Linked DNA regions of Mus musculus: all the other regions are linked to region 2. Evidence: chromatin contacts called from public promoter capture Hi-C data. All regions are on one chromosome and are shown on one strand. Each heading gives the region's core, a stretch centred on a gene start, on an enhancer-like site or on the middle of the called end of the contact. The rest is flanking DNA. Distances are from core to core; before and after follow the strand shown.

Region 1 (2,700 bases), core at 132-2,631, 1.1 Mb before region 2:
TGTGTATATCCATATATGTGTCTGTTCATGTATGTATGTATCCATGCATCTACCCATGTATGTATGTATGTACGTACTATGTACTTATGTATGTATATGTATGCATCCACCTATCTCTGTATTTGGGGGGTTCTGGGGATAAACCCAGGGTTTTCCACCTGCTAGGCAAGTGCTGTACCACTACCCGCCATTCAACTTTGTTTTTTTTATTTTTAAGTATAGAAAGCACAGGTCTGGGGCTGGTGAGATGGCTCAGGGGTAAGAGCACCCGACTGCTCTTCCAAAGGTCCGAAGTTCAAATCCCAGCAACCACATGGTAGCTTACAACCACCTGTAACAGAGATCTGATGCCCTCTTCTGGTGCGTCTGAAGACAGCTACAGTGTACTTACATATAATAAATAAATAAGTCTTAAAAAAAAAAAGAAAAGAAAGAAAGCACAGGTCTGTGATCTGAGCACTCAGAAGCTTGGGTCAGGAGGATTGCCACAGTTCCAAGACGGCCTGGGCTATTTAGTGACATCCTGCATGGAAGAAAGCAAGCAATACTGGAGCTGTAGAGTTGGCAGAGCCCTTGCTCAGTAAGGTGAAGCTCTGGGTTCCAGTCCCAGCACCACATAGGTGGTGCATGCCTGTCATCCCAACACCCAGGAAGTGAAAGCAGGAGGACCAGGAGTCTAACATCATCCTTAGTTATTCAGGGAGCTTGATGTCAGCTTGGGATACACTGTCTCCAAAACAATCAGGGCTGGTGAGACGGATGGCTCAGGTGAGCTGGCTCAGCTGGTCAAAGATTTTTCTGCCAATACTGAAGACCTCAGCTTAATACCAGGAGCACAAGGCAGGAGAGAGCTGACTCCCCAAGTTGTTCTGTGCTGTCCACAAGCATCCTGCTGCATTTGTGCATGCACACACATGCACACACACACAAATGTAATTTTAAAAATAGTAAATATTTCATATTCCCAAATCCGTGTAATTCATAAACAGAAAACACCATAGCACGTGTCTGTCACGCTACACAGCCTGATTCCACTCACACACCCAGTTGCTAGTTGTCTTTAGGATTCTTATTTTGAACTGAGCTGGGGAAGAGATACTGGCTGGAGCGAGAGCCTCTCTTCCATCTGTGGCCTGCCGGCTGCACAGCAGGCTGGATTCACAGATGCCCGGACTAGACCTAGACGGTGAAACAACATAAGTCACTTGTCCGTGACCACATTAGCAAAGCCACCCGAAACAAAACTCTGCTGTCTGCCCCACCCCCTACACTGGTTTAGGCAGTGGCTGTGCCCAAGAAGGCCCCTGTTCCCTTGGTGGCTGTAGCTTATCTGTCCCCAGCCTGCAAGCTGGCCCCGCCCCCTGGAAGGAGCTGCCACTTAGAAGCTCCTGGTCAGCTGTGTCCGGCAGCTGCTGCTGACCCAGCTGTGGACTAGGGGAAAGGGGAAAGAGGAAAGGGAAGGAGAGGTGGGGGGGACGAAACAGGGGCGCTGGAGCCCTGAGCTTCCTGAAGCTAGGGCTGCATCATGGACAAACTCAGGGTGCCCCTCTGGCCTCGGGTAGGCCCCCTCTGTCTCCTACTTGCTGGGGCAGCCTGGGCACCTTCACCCAGCCTCCCGGACCCCAAGTTTGAGAGCAAAGGTAAGAACTGTACATGGGCAATGCTGTGGTCTGAATTCCCAGCCCGAGTCCCAGGGGCTAAATGTCCCCTGAACCTCCAGATGGGGTCCTAGGGGCCAAACTGGTGTCTGAACTCGATGAGGCATCTCAGAGTCTCCTCGCCCTGGAGTGATGCTCAGGGCAGAGGCTTAAGATTGGTTGGTTTGTTTGTTTGTTTGTTTGTTTGTTTGTTTGTTTGAAGCAGGATCTCGCTAGACATTCCAGGATGTCCTGGAATTGCTAGGATGAAAGGCATGTGTCACTCGCCTGTACTGTTTCTGGTTTTGAGGCGGCGTCTGTGTAGCCAAAGCTGCCCTCAGACTCATTATGTAATTGAGGTTGAGCTTGAATTCCTGATTCTCCTGCCTCCACCTCCAGTTGCTGGGATGACCTGCAAGAGCCAACACATTCGGCTCTGTTTCGTGTTTTGAGGGAGTCTGGGATATGGTAGAAATGGCAAGGGTAAGGTAGTGCTAGGTCCGCTCTCCTGGGGGAGGGGATCGAGCTCCCAGAGACTGTGAAACAGACCCGCTGCAGACTGTAAACTCAGTTTGGCGGGCGGATGGTGCTAGGTCCTTTGGACGGCTTGCTAGGAGGAGGAAGGGGGCGGGGGACACGGTTGGCGCTATCGGGGGACAGCCGGGTGCCTGCGGGAACCGATAGGAGGCCGAGTTCTCTGCGCTCACACACACCCGCTAGGGCGGGGCGAACAGCGCTCAACTTGCAGGGTGAGTGGGCGTGCGCACGGAGGAGTAGAACAAGGCAGGCGGGGTCGCTACTCTTGGGAGTTCTGAGGCGCCACTTTTGCAAGACCCCTCGAAGGCCCTTTTGGAGAAGAGGGCGGGGCACTAAAATTATCGGATCTGCACAGGCGACAAGAGGGAGGGTAAGGGCACCGTGGAAGGCAGACCTGGGCTTCCCTGATCTCCCCCTCCCCCCGCCATGGCTATCCCCTTTTCTAGCGGCCCTGCTGGCATCCCGGGGCTCCGAAGAACTTCTGTGCTTCACCCAACGCTTGGAAGACTTGGTGTGTTTCTGGGAG
Region 2 (2,783 bases), core at 279-2,778:
GGTAGGATTCTTTTAGATGCCCAGCAAGGTGGTACACGCCTTGATCCCCTGCTCTTGGTAAGCAGAGGCAAGTGGATCTCTGTGAGTTCAAAGCCAGCCTGGCCTATCTAGTGAATTTCAGGGAAGTCCAGGGCTGAGCTATGTAAAGACTCTGTCTTACACAAAACAAAAACTCTGCTATGTCTTTCAAGCAAACAGAAGCCGAGGAGCAAAACAACCATATTGCCTTGATTCCTTCATCCCTCCTGTCCAGGCGTCTTTCTTCCCAGGATCTGCCCAGCTCAGACTTTCTTCTTATGCAAGAAAGGGTTGCCTTGAGTTTTCTTCGACATTCAGTCTCCTTATCCTACTGTCCTGTCTCTTCCATTTGAGGTAATCAGCATGTAATGAGCACCTACTGTTTGAAGGCTGCTTGAGAAAGGAAAGGACCCTAGATGGTAAGGGGAGCACTCACTGATTGTTCCTTCTGACAAGAGAATGGGAATCCCCCTTCCTTTGGGGACAGGGGGAGGTTACCTGAGCGTCCAGGTCGTTGCTCAGCTCCTGTCCGTCTTTCTGCTTGACACCTAGTGGGAGAACATGGGAGGGGCTCTTGAAGGGTGTAGGAGTTCCAGGCGGTGGAGAGCCTCCGGTTAAACGGAGCCAGGGTCGCTAAAGCGCTACAGCAATTCTGAAACCACACCCACTCAGTGTCCCCCCCACCAGGGCTGACTCACCATACACGATAGAGCGCCCAACTCCGGTGTGGTCGCTGCCAAACTTCCTCATAAGAGCCCCTGCCTTCTTGGGGGACACTTTCCCATGAAACTTCTCCCGGAGGCGCCTGACGCTCTTCTCCAACTAGGATAGAGGGGGGATAAGCTCTGATGTCGCCGGCGACGGGGAGCAGCCCCCGCACCTTCATTCTCCTGAACTTGACCCTGGCTTCTGGCCTCCGCATCCCCATCCCCCCCCCCCTTTAAGCCATTTCCTGGAAAAATCCGAAGTTCTCCAGGCATTGGGGGATGGTGGAGACTGCGGCGCGTCCCAGCCTCCCCGGTGCGAATTTGGGGTCTGGCGGTGTGTGTGTGTGTGTGTGTGTGTGTGGCGGGATGCAGGCCAGGTTACCCCCTTTCCTTCTGACCTCTGACCCTACAGCCCCACTGTGCCCAGGGATAGAGGAGGGAAACAGCCCAGGGGGCAGGGGTGTTCCCGGGAGCCCTTTCCGCGCCGCCGGTGGCGCGGCTGTCCTACCTCCACGCCATCCTGAGCCATGGTGGCCGGAGCACACCTGGCTGCGCCTGGGTCCGGGCCTCGCAAGCCTGGGTGGCGTCGCCGCAGCTCCGCCTCCCTCGGGCCCCTCTTTCAGTTTCGTTTCTACGTAAAGCTGGGGACCCTGAGGAGACCCCGCGCAGGCCTTGCGGCCACGCGTCTGCTCACGCGCCCTGTAGTGCTCCCGGGTGGTGCTCCCGGGCCTCCGAGCGCGCCTCACCGCGTCCTGCGCAGCAGCGCGGCCTCTGCAGTCGGTCACATGTCCCCACGCTGCGCGGGGTCCGCGTCTTCACGTCCCCCTTGGGGGCGGAGCCGCACCACAGTTCGGTGCTCCCTCGCTGCTCCTCCTATGCAGAACCCGAAGCGTCTTCGGACCACCGTGGCGTTTTGCTATGCTCAGCAGTTCTAACTCCCACGGCTTCTCTCTCTAATTCCCACACTCTCAGCCTCAGTTTCCTCCTCTGTAAAATGGGCATGCAAGATAGGCATGGTGACACACACCTGTCACTCCAGCAGTTGGAAGGTGGATGCAAAAAGATCAGGAGTTCAAGGATGTCCTAGACTATGTGTGACCCAGTTTCAAAAAAGAAAAAAAGAAAAAGGGGGGGGGGGAGGGGAACATCCTAGGACAAAATGAAATGAAAGATTTTTTATTTTTTTTATTATTTTTTTTTTAGCAAGTTTTACAGACTTCTCCAGAGAATGGGCCCCAGAATCTAAGAGGCCTGGGCTTTTTCACCCCGTTTAAATACCTTCTTCCCAGTGAACCTCTGCCTTGCCCCTTTCGGTACAGAGCTTGGGTCTCACTATGATCCAGGAGCACAGAAATCTTTGCTGGGTGATCTGGCTCCCACCACCACCAAAGGTGGATGCCACAGGTGCAGATAAGGTGGTTTAACAGTGAACCGGAGACCAAAGCCAGAGAGGGGGAAATGGAAACTGATCTACCCTCCCCTTCAGCCTCTTTCCCAGGCCCCATAGTTTCAATGGTGGCCCTTATGGTCCAGGTTACTCTGGAACTTTCTATGTAGCTGAGGATGACTTTGAACTCACCATCCTCCTGCTTCCACCTTCTGAATGCTGGGGGTCTCATTGTATAGCCGTGGCTGTCCTTAAACGTATGGTATGGTGGTCCTCCAGCCTTCGCTCTGTAGCACTGAGATTACAGCTGTGAGCCACCGTGTTTGGTTTTCCAGGGGGATTAATGTCACTTAGCACAATGTGGGACATAGATATTGCATCAGTCACCAGGTGACCTTTGAAGTGTCATGCTGGTTGGAAGCAGAGTAAAAATGTGAAGAAAAGCCAACTCCTGGCCCCTTACACCCTTGTAGACTTCTGGCTCCAAGGAATCCACATTGTAAATCTAAAGCCGAGAATCATGTGAGCATCGGGCCCTGGTCTCTACGCAAGCCTGAAAGGAACACCTCCAAATGGATAGTCATCAATAAGTTATATTGAAATACTATAGCTGTTATGGAAAGTGGGATAGAAGTTCCTCACAGAATACAATGAGCATAAGATCTGTCAAC
Region 3 (3,073 bases), core at 79-2,578, 1.1 Mb before region 2:
TCCCCAAAGAGACTCCTCAGAGATGTTCCAGCCAGAATCTCCTCAGTATTGGCAGAAGTGAAAGTCAGAGGAGAGGTAAACCCAAACGGATGCCCAGTGACCAGCTTAAAGGTGGGAAGAGAAAACCAACTGCGTAAAGTTGTCCTCTGCCGTGCGTGCCATGACACACGCACTCGTAAGACATGTCTCATGCACAACAAGGATAACAAGGCTTTATATTTAAAAAGGGGACAGAAAGTAGTCACATGCCTTTAATCCCAGCACTCAGGAGGCAAAGGCAGGCAAATCTCTCTGAGTTCGAGGCCAGCCTGGTCCACTTAGTGAGTCTCAGTCAAGTCAGGGCAAGAGACCCTGTCACAAAAACCTTAAAAAAAAAAATGGCTTGAGAGTTGGTTTAGCTGCTTTTCCTGAGTACCCAGGTTCAATTCCCAGCACCCATAGGGTGACTCACAACCGTCTGTGTCTCCAGTCCCAGAGGATTTGATGCCCTCTTCTGACCTCTACAGGCACTAGATTCGAAAGCAGTGCCCAGACATATATACAAGCAAATCGTTAATACACATAAAAATTTTTTTAAATCTGAAACAAACAAAACACATAAAGGACAGGATGTGGTAGTTCAGCCCTTTTAATCCCAGAACTCAGGGGGTCCCTGAGTTCCAAGCCAGCCTAGTCTACAAAGCTAGTTCCAGGCCAGCCATGGCTACACAGTGAGAATCTATCTGGGAGGGGAAAAAATTATATATACTATATTGGGCTGCCCTGATTACACAGATTTAGTCCAATGCTTGTAAATGAAATTTGTTCTAGAATGTCACCTGAGGACCACAGATACCCTCGAAGATTAGAGCGGGAAAGGAAAGACACATTTCTGAGCGTCACCACCAGAAGGTCCCCAACCTTGCCTGCCCTCCCCACAACCCCAATTGAATCTTCAGCTGTCCCCTTCTCCAGAAAAATTTTCGAGCTTGGAAGCTTAACCATTGCTATTAGTCCTAACCCCTTGTTCTGTCAATCTAACACCCTTCCAGTCTCCCCATTCTCTTCCATTCCCACCTACTACAGCATACCACCCGTTCATGCTCTCCCATCAGGGACCACGAAGCCAGTCCCCAGCTGTGACGCTGAAGTTTTGATCCCCTGAGGACACCATCGTTGGAAAACGAGGGGAGGCCAAAGGTGGAGTCACAGAGAAGGGCGTGGTCCTCCCATAAGCCACGCCCGTTCACTCCGCTCAGGCGCGGAGCTCATTGGCGCCTGCGCATCTTCGGTGAGACTGGATGAAGTCCGGAGAGGCGAGATGGCCAGTTGATTCCCGCAAGCCAACTGGGCAATCCCTAAGTGGGAGAGTCCAGAGGAGTGAGAGCTGTGATCTCATTGGCTCTGGCTGGGAGGTGGGGCGAGGCCTGCGGGGCGGAAGAAAACCTGGGAAATCTCAGGCAAGCCGGAGCTGCACTGGAGCTGCCACGGTTCTTGGTCCCTACGCCTGAGCTCGTGTGCTCCAACGGTGGGGTCAGATGGGGCTCCGGGGGTGTTTTGGGATGTTCTTAGAATATCTCGGGTTCCGGATGAGGGCTCTTAGATGTCTGCAGAGCTAGGGTAATCCCTGAAAACCTAAGTATGTGAACTTGAGCTGCTGGGATTCAAGCTTTTGGGGTGCAGTGGACATTGTGGTTTAGAGAGAGTCTTTTGTTCTAGAATTTTGGTTTTGAGACAAGGTCTCATGTATCTCTGGTTGGCTTCCAACTCCTGCCCCTCCTGTTTCTACTTTTGTGCTGGAATGACAGACTAGAACCAGAACCTGTTTTATGCAGAACTGGAGACGGAACGCGAGGCTTCCTGCACGTGAGGCAAACGCTCTGCCCGCTGAGCCATTTGCTCAGCTGGACCTGAGATGTTTGCTTGCTTCCTTATTTTGAGAGAGTCTCACAGTATGTCAGGCAGTCCTCAAACTCAGTGATTTTCCTGCATCACCCTCTGATATGTTGGGGTTACAACTGTGAATCACCAGGCCAGTTTCTACGTCTTTAAAGGCTTTTTGGAATTGAGGAATCTTTTTCTAACTTTGAGCTAGAAAAGTGGCAACTCCCCTGTCTCCGTCTTCCAAGTGTTGGGGATTTACAGGTACAAGCCTTCATGTTGGGTGATATTATTTACTTATTATTATTACTATTATTTTGCAAGTATGGAGGATAGCATGTAAGGCCAGCACCAACAAAGTCCCTGACCGCAAAGCCACGATTCCAGCCCCAAGCCTGAGCCCAGATCGACTGGTTGGGCTTGAGATTGTCTAGGGTCTACTTTGGGTCTTCCAACTGCCATTTCCAGGCTGTTTTCTCTCATCTTTGCACCAGTGTGAGGCTGGCCCTATGCACTCTCTGCCAAGGCCTCAAAGCTCGGGGGTCGAAGGTTAAGCTGAGTCACCACTGTTTCCTTCCCAGGGCTGCAGAATGGAAAAAGGAGAGGACCCGGGAAGTCTGATTAAAGTCATCCACTTGCTGGTCTTGTCTGGTGCCTGGGGCATGCAGGTGTGGGTGACCTTTATCTCAGGTAGGGACCCTCCAACCTGTTATTTAGAGTGAGGACTGAGTAGGAGGGGGACCCGGAAGCAACCTAACGGTGTTTGTGGCCCTCCACCTCCCAGGCTTCCTGCTTTTTCGGAGCCTCCCGCGGCACACATTTGGACTGGTGCAGAGCAAGGTCTTCCCAGTCTATTTTCACGTCTCCTTGGGCTGTGCCTTCATCAACCTCTGCATCTTGGCACCACAGCGAGCCTGGATTCACCTCACACTGTGGGAAGTCAGTCAGGTATGAGGATTTGAGAGTCCTCAAGACTCCAGTGAACACTTAAGGAGATTTGTGTTATTTCAGTGTGTGTGTGTGTGTGTACATTCATGTGCACATGTGTACAATCTTATATAGAAAGACCAGGGGTTGGGGTGGGAGATTAAAAAAAAAAAAGAAAGAAAGACCAGGGATTGATGATAGGTGTCTCCCTCTAACATTCTCATATATAGATATAGATATACACACACACACTTTTAAGACAGGCTTTCTCCGTGTTACCTTGGCT
Region 4 (2,792 bases), core at 274-2,773, 1.1 Mb before region 2:
GGCCCGTCCCCACCACAGGATGATACGGTATTGGCAGGAAAGAAGTTAGACCGGGACTCAGAGGACTACGCTTACAATCTGCTGGTAGTTGTCCAGGAAAAGCTGCTGAAACTGCAGGACCAACTGGAGAGCCAGGACGTGCCTGAGTTGCTGCGACACATAGCAGACCGAGAGGTTCACACACATCCTCCGCGGCCAGTGGGGACCAAGGCAGGGGGTGGGGGTGGGGGTGGGGGAGGGAGGGTCGAAAATCAGAGAGCAGACTGACATAGGAAACAGGTGCTGAATGGGCGTGAGCTTCATAACCAGAGTAGCGAAGCCTGGACTGGGTGGATCTCAGGTGGCAGGGCCTCCGAAACCAGGCAGCGAAGGGTGGGCAGTGATCTCCACCTAGAATCCGGTAGAAACTCAATGTAAGGTGCACGGAGGTGGAACAGAGCCTCACTGCCATCCCACATCTCTCTCCGGCCTCCCCCTACCCCCCCCCCCCGCAGTTCCTGGCCACGCTAGAAGGAAAGCTGCCCCTATACAACACCCGCATCCTTCTGCCCGTCGCCAGTGTCAAGGACAAGTTCTTTGGTCAGTGTGGGCCAAAGGGGGATGAATGGGAGGGGCGCGAGGTGGCCTTAAGTCAAGGCCAAGGAGGAGGTGCATGGTGTGGCGAAGGCTGGGAAGGGAAAAAGAAACGGTCCCTCACCCTCCCCATCACCCACCCCTGCCTCTCTCTGTAGATGAAGAGGAGAGTGAGGATGATGACCGTGATGTGGTGACCCGCGCTGCCTTCAAGCTCCGTTCCCAGAAGTTAATCGAAGCCCGCAGCAAGAAGCGCAATAGGTTGCGCAGATCTTAGACTCGCAGTCAAGTCCTATCGGATGCCTCCGGGACTCTAGGGAGCCCTCCGACCCTCTGGGTCCACCTACGGGTGGTGTGTGTCTGGGAGCCCCGGAGGCTCCTTCAAGGGCTTGGAGGAAGCTCAAGCAGGGAGCACCGCAGGCCAGCAGCGCCCGGAGGAGAGAAAAGGCCGAGCCAGAAGTTCCCACAGTAAATCTCTCGAGGCGGGTTGGTGCCCGCCTCGGAATCGCGCAATAAAGGTCACTGAACAACCCCCTGGGTATTCACCTCTTTTTGACCCTGCACCGCCCCCAAAAGGCTGCCCCCACAAAATGCAGGGCCACAGACACTTCGCGGCTTCTAGCCTGAGATGGCATGGCTTCCATCACCTATGGTACAGATTCAGTGTGCCCTCCTTCTCCTCCAGACATAGGAGACACCCTCGACACCTGGGATTGATCAACCCCAACCTAGTATAAAGCACTTCCCTCCCAGGGACACAGACCTGTTGTCGTGTCCCCTGCACCCATATGTCTGAGTGACAGATTGACCCGCACTTCTGGGAAGGAACGGGACTTCTAGGCTAGCCTGGGTGCGGGGATGGGGTCCGGCTGGGGACCTCTGGAATTGTGGGACCGCCTTGCCCAGCCCCGCCCCACGACTGGACGCTCGGCTGCCCCGCCCCACTGCCCGCTGGCCCTTCCGCTTCACTCAGCGGCGCCAGGGAGCAGGACGGGCACCGGGGCCATGGAGAGGACAGCGGGCAAAGAGCTGGCCCTGGTAAGAGGAAGCTGGGGATCCTCGGACCCCACGTCCCTAGTGTACCCCCAGATTCAGAAACTCCAGGCGACCGCCCCTCGTTTTCTAATCTTTCTGCAAAATGGATGTGCCTTGGAGTCCCCATTTGGGGATTCAGAGTTCCTGACCCCGTGAAGCGGCTAGTTTGGGGGATGGGGACGGGGGTCTGAGGAATCTCAGGAGGAGGTGACAGATTCTTTGTGACATTGGACTCTGGGATATCCCCAAATGATACTCCATCCACTCAAGACCTGGGAGAAGGGTATCCGTGGCGAAGACCTGGGATCCCACCCCGAGTCTTGAATACTCTGTTCGGGAAAGTGGGCCAAACATAAAGGCAGGGGGCTGAAGCCGGAGGGACTTCCCTGAGCCCGCCTCCACATCCAGGCGCCGCTGCAGGACTGGGGCGAGGAGACCGAGGATGGCGCCGTGTACAGCGTCTCCCTGCGGCGGCAGCGCAGCCAGCGCTCGACCCCAGAGAGGTCTGGAGAAGGCCAGGTGAGGAAGGGACTGAGGCGAGCAAGTGAGGGCGGACTCAGCTCAGGGGCCTGGGAGTTGGGAGGAGAGGGGGAAGCTGGAGAGCTGAGGGTGAGCCTCCCTAGAACTACGGGGCCAGGAGGAAGGGCGGAGCTAAGAGGCGACCAGGTGTGTGGAAAGGGCCTGGGGGCGGCCAGGTGACTTGGTTTGAATCCAGGAAACGGGGTGGGGCCAGGTGATAGCGCTCCCCCCAAAGGCGAAACTGACCGGCAGGGTGCAGGAAAGCAGAACGGAGGAGCGGCCAGGTGGTGATGGGTGGGACTCAGGCTTGGCCAGTGAAGCTTGGCTGCAAAACTGCCTGAAGCCTGGGGTGGCGGGGTGAGGAGGGCACAGAGGGAAGTGCTAGAGTAGTGGGGTGTCCTGCGGGGTTGATGTGAGCATTGCATGATTGGTGTATATTTAGGGAGTCTCGGAGTTTCAGAAAAGGACACAGTCACACCCCCCCAAAAAAAGTGCCAGAGATGGGTATAATTGGAAACAAGGTGCTTGGAACGCTCCTCACCTTATTTCATTCACTGCCCCACTCCCCCGCAGACCCCCATCCCGGCTACCGACACCTTCCTTCATTACCGAACCAGCAAGGTGCGGGCGCTGAGGGCCGCCCGACTGGAGCGGCTGGTGCATGA

The links. Promoter capture Hi-C pulls out the DNA fragments that hold promoters and counts their contacts.
Region 1: a contact with region 2 is called in a promoter capture Hi-C map of pre-B cells, with 4 times the contacts expected there. The contact joins the promoter of Epor here to the promoter of Shfl in region 2. A contact is called at or near these places in 3 of 39 promoter capture datasets (liver and pre-B cells) and 1 of 9 other capture datasets (liver).
Region 3: a contact with region 2 is called in a promoter capture Hi-C map of liver, with 6 times the contacts expected there. The contact joins the promoter of Ccdc159 here to the promoter of Shfl in region 2. A contact is called at or near these places in 4 of 39 promoter capture datasets (erythroid cells, liver and pre-B cells), 1 of 115 datasets of contacts at active chromatin or transcription factors (astrocytes) and 1 of 9 other capture datasets (liver).
Region 4: a promoter capture Hi-C map of liver shows a contact between it and region 2, with 4 times the contacts expected there. The contact joins the promoter of Rgl3 here to the promoter of Shfl in region 2. A contact is called at or near these places in 3 of 39 promoter capture datasets (liver and pre-B cells).

What each region holds. Positions count from the first base shown.
Region 1 is chr9:21,962,257-21,964,956 of GRCm38.p6, reverse strand. It overlaps Epor (erythropoietin receptor), which reads left to right and starts at 1,381. Exons shown (of 8, transcript NM_010149.3): 1 at 1,381-1,640; 2 at 2,621-2,700. The coding sequence starts at 1,526.
Region 2 is chr9:20,867,387-20,870,169 of GRCm38.p6, reverse strand. Shfl (shiftless antiviral inhibitor of ribosomal frameshifting) reads right to left here and starts at 1,528. Exons shown (of 8, transcript NM_175687.2): 1 at 1,234-1,528; 2 at 717-840; 3 at 517-566. The coding sequence starts at 1,254.
Region 3 is chr9:21,925,726-21,928,798 of GRCm38.p6, reverse strand. It overlaps Ccdc159 (coiled-coil domain containing 159), which reads right to left and starts at 1,328. Exons shown (of 13, transcript NM_025977.3): 1 at 1,071-1,328. The coding sequence starts at 1,081. It overlaps Tmem205 (transmembrane protein 205), which reads left to right and starts at 1,264. Exons shown (of 4, transcript NM_178577.5): 1 at 1,264-1,507; 2 at 2,442-2,550; 3 at 2,645-2,808. The coding sequence starts at 2,451.
Region 4 is chr9:21,988,184-21,990,975 of GRCm38.p6, reverse strand. It overlaps Rgl3 (ral guanine nucleotide dissociation stimulator-like 3), which reads left to right and starts at 1,523. Exons shown (of 19, transcript NM_023622.4): 1 at 1,523-1,611; 2 at 2,017-2,127; 3 at 2,701-2,792. The coding sequence starts at 1,579. Ccdc151 (coiled-coil domain containing 151) reads left to right here. Exons shown (of 13, transcript NM_029939.3): 11 at 19-174; 12 at 495-579; 13 at 732-1,105. The coding sequence ends at 850. Gm36414 (a long non-coding RNA gene) reads right to left here and starts at 1,480. Exons shown (of 2, transcript XR_379185.4): 1 at 1,337-1,480; 2 at 268-390.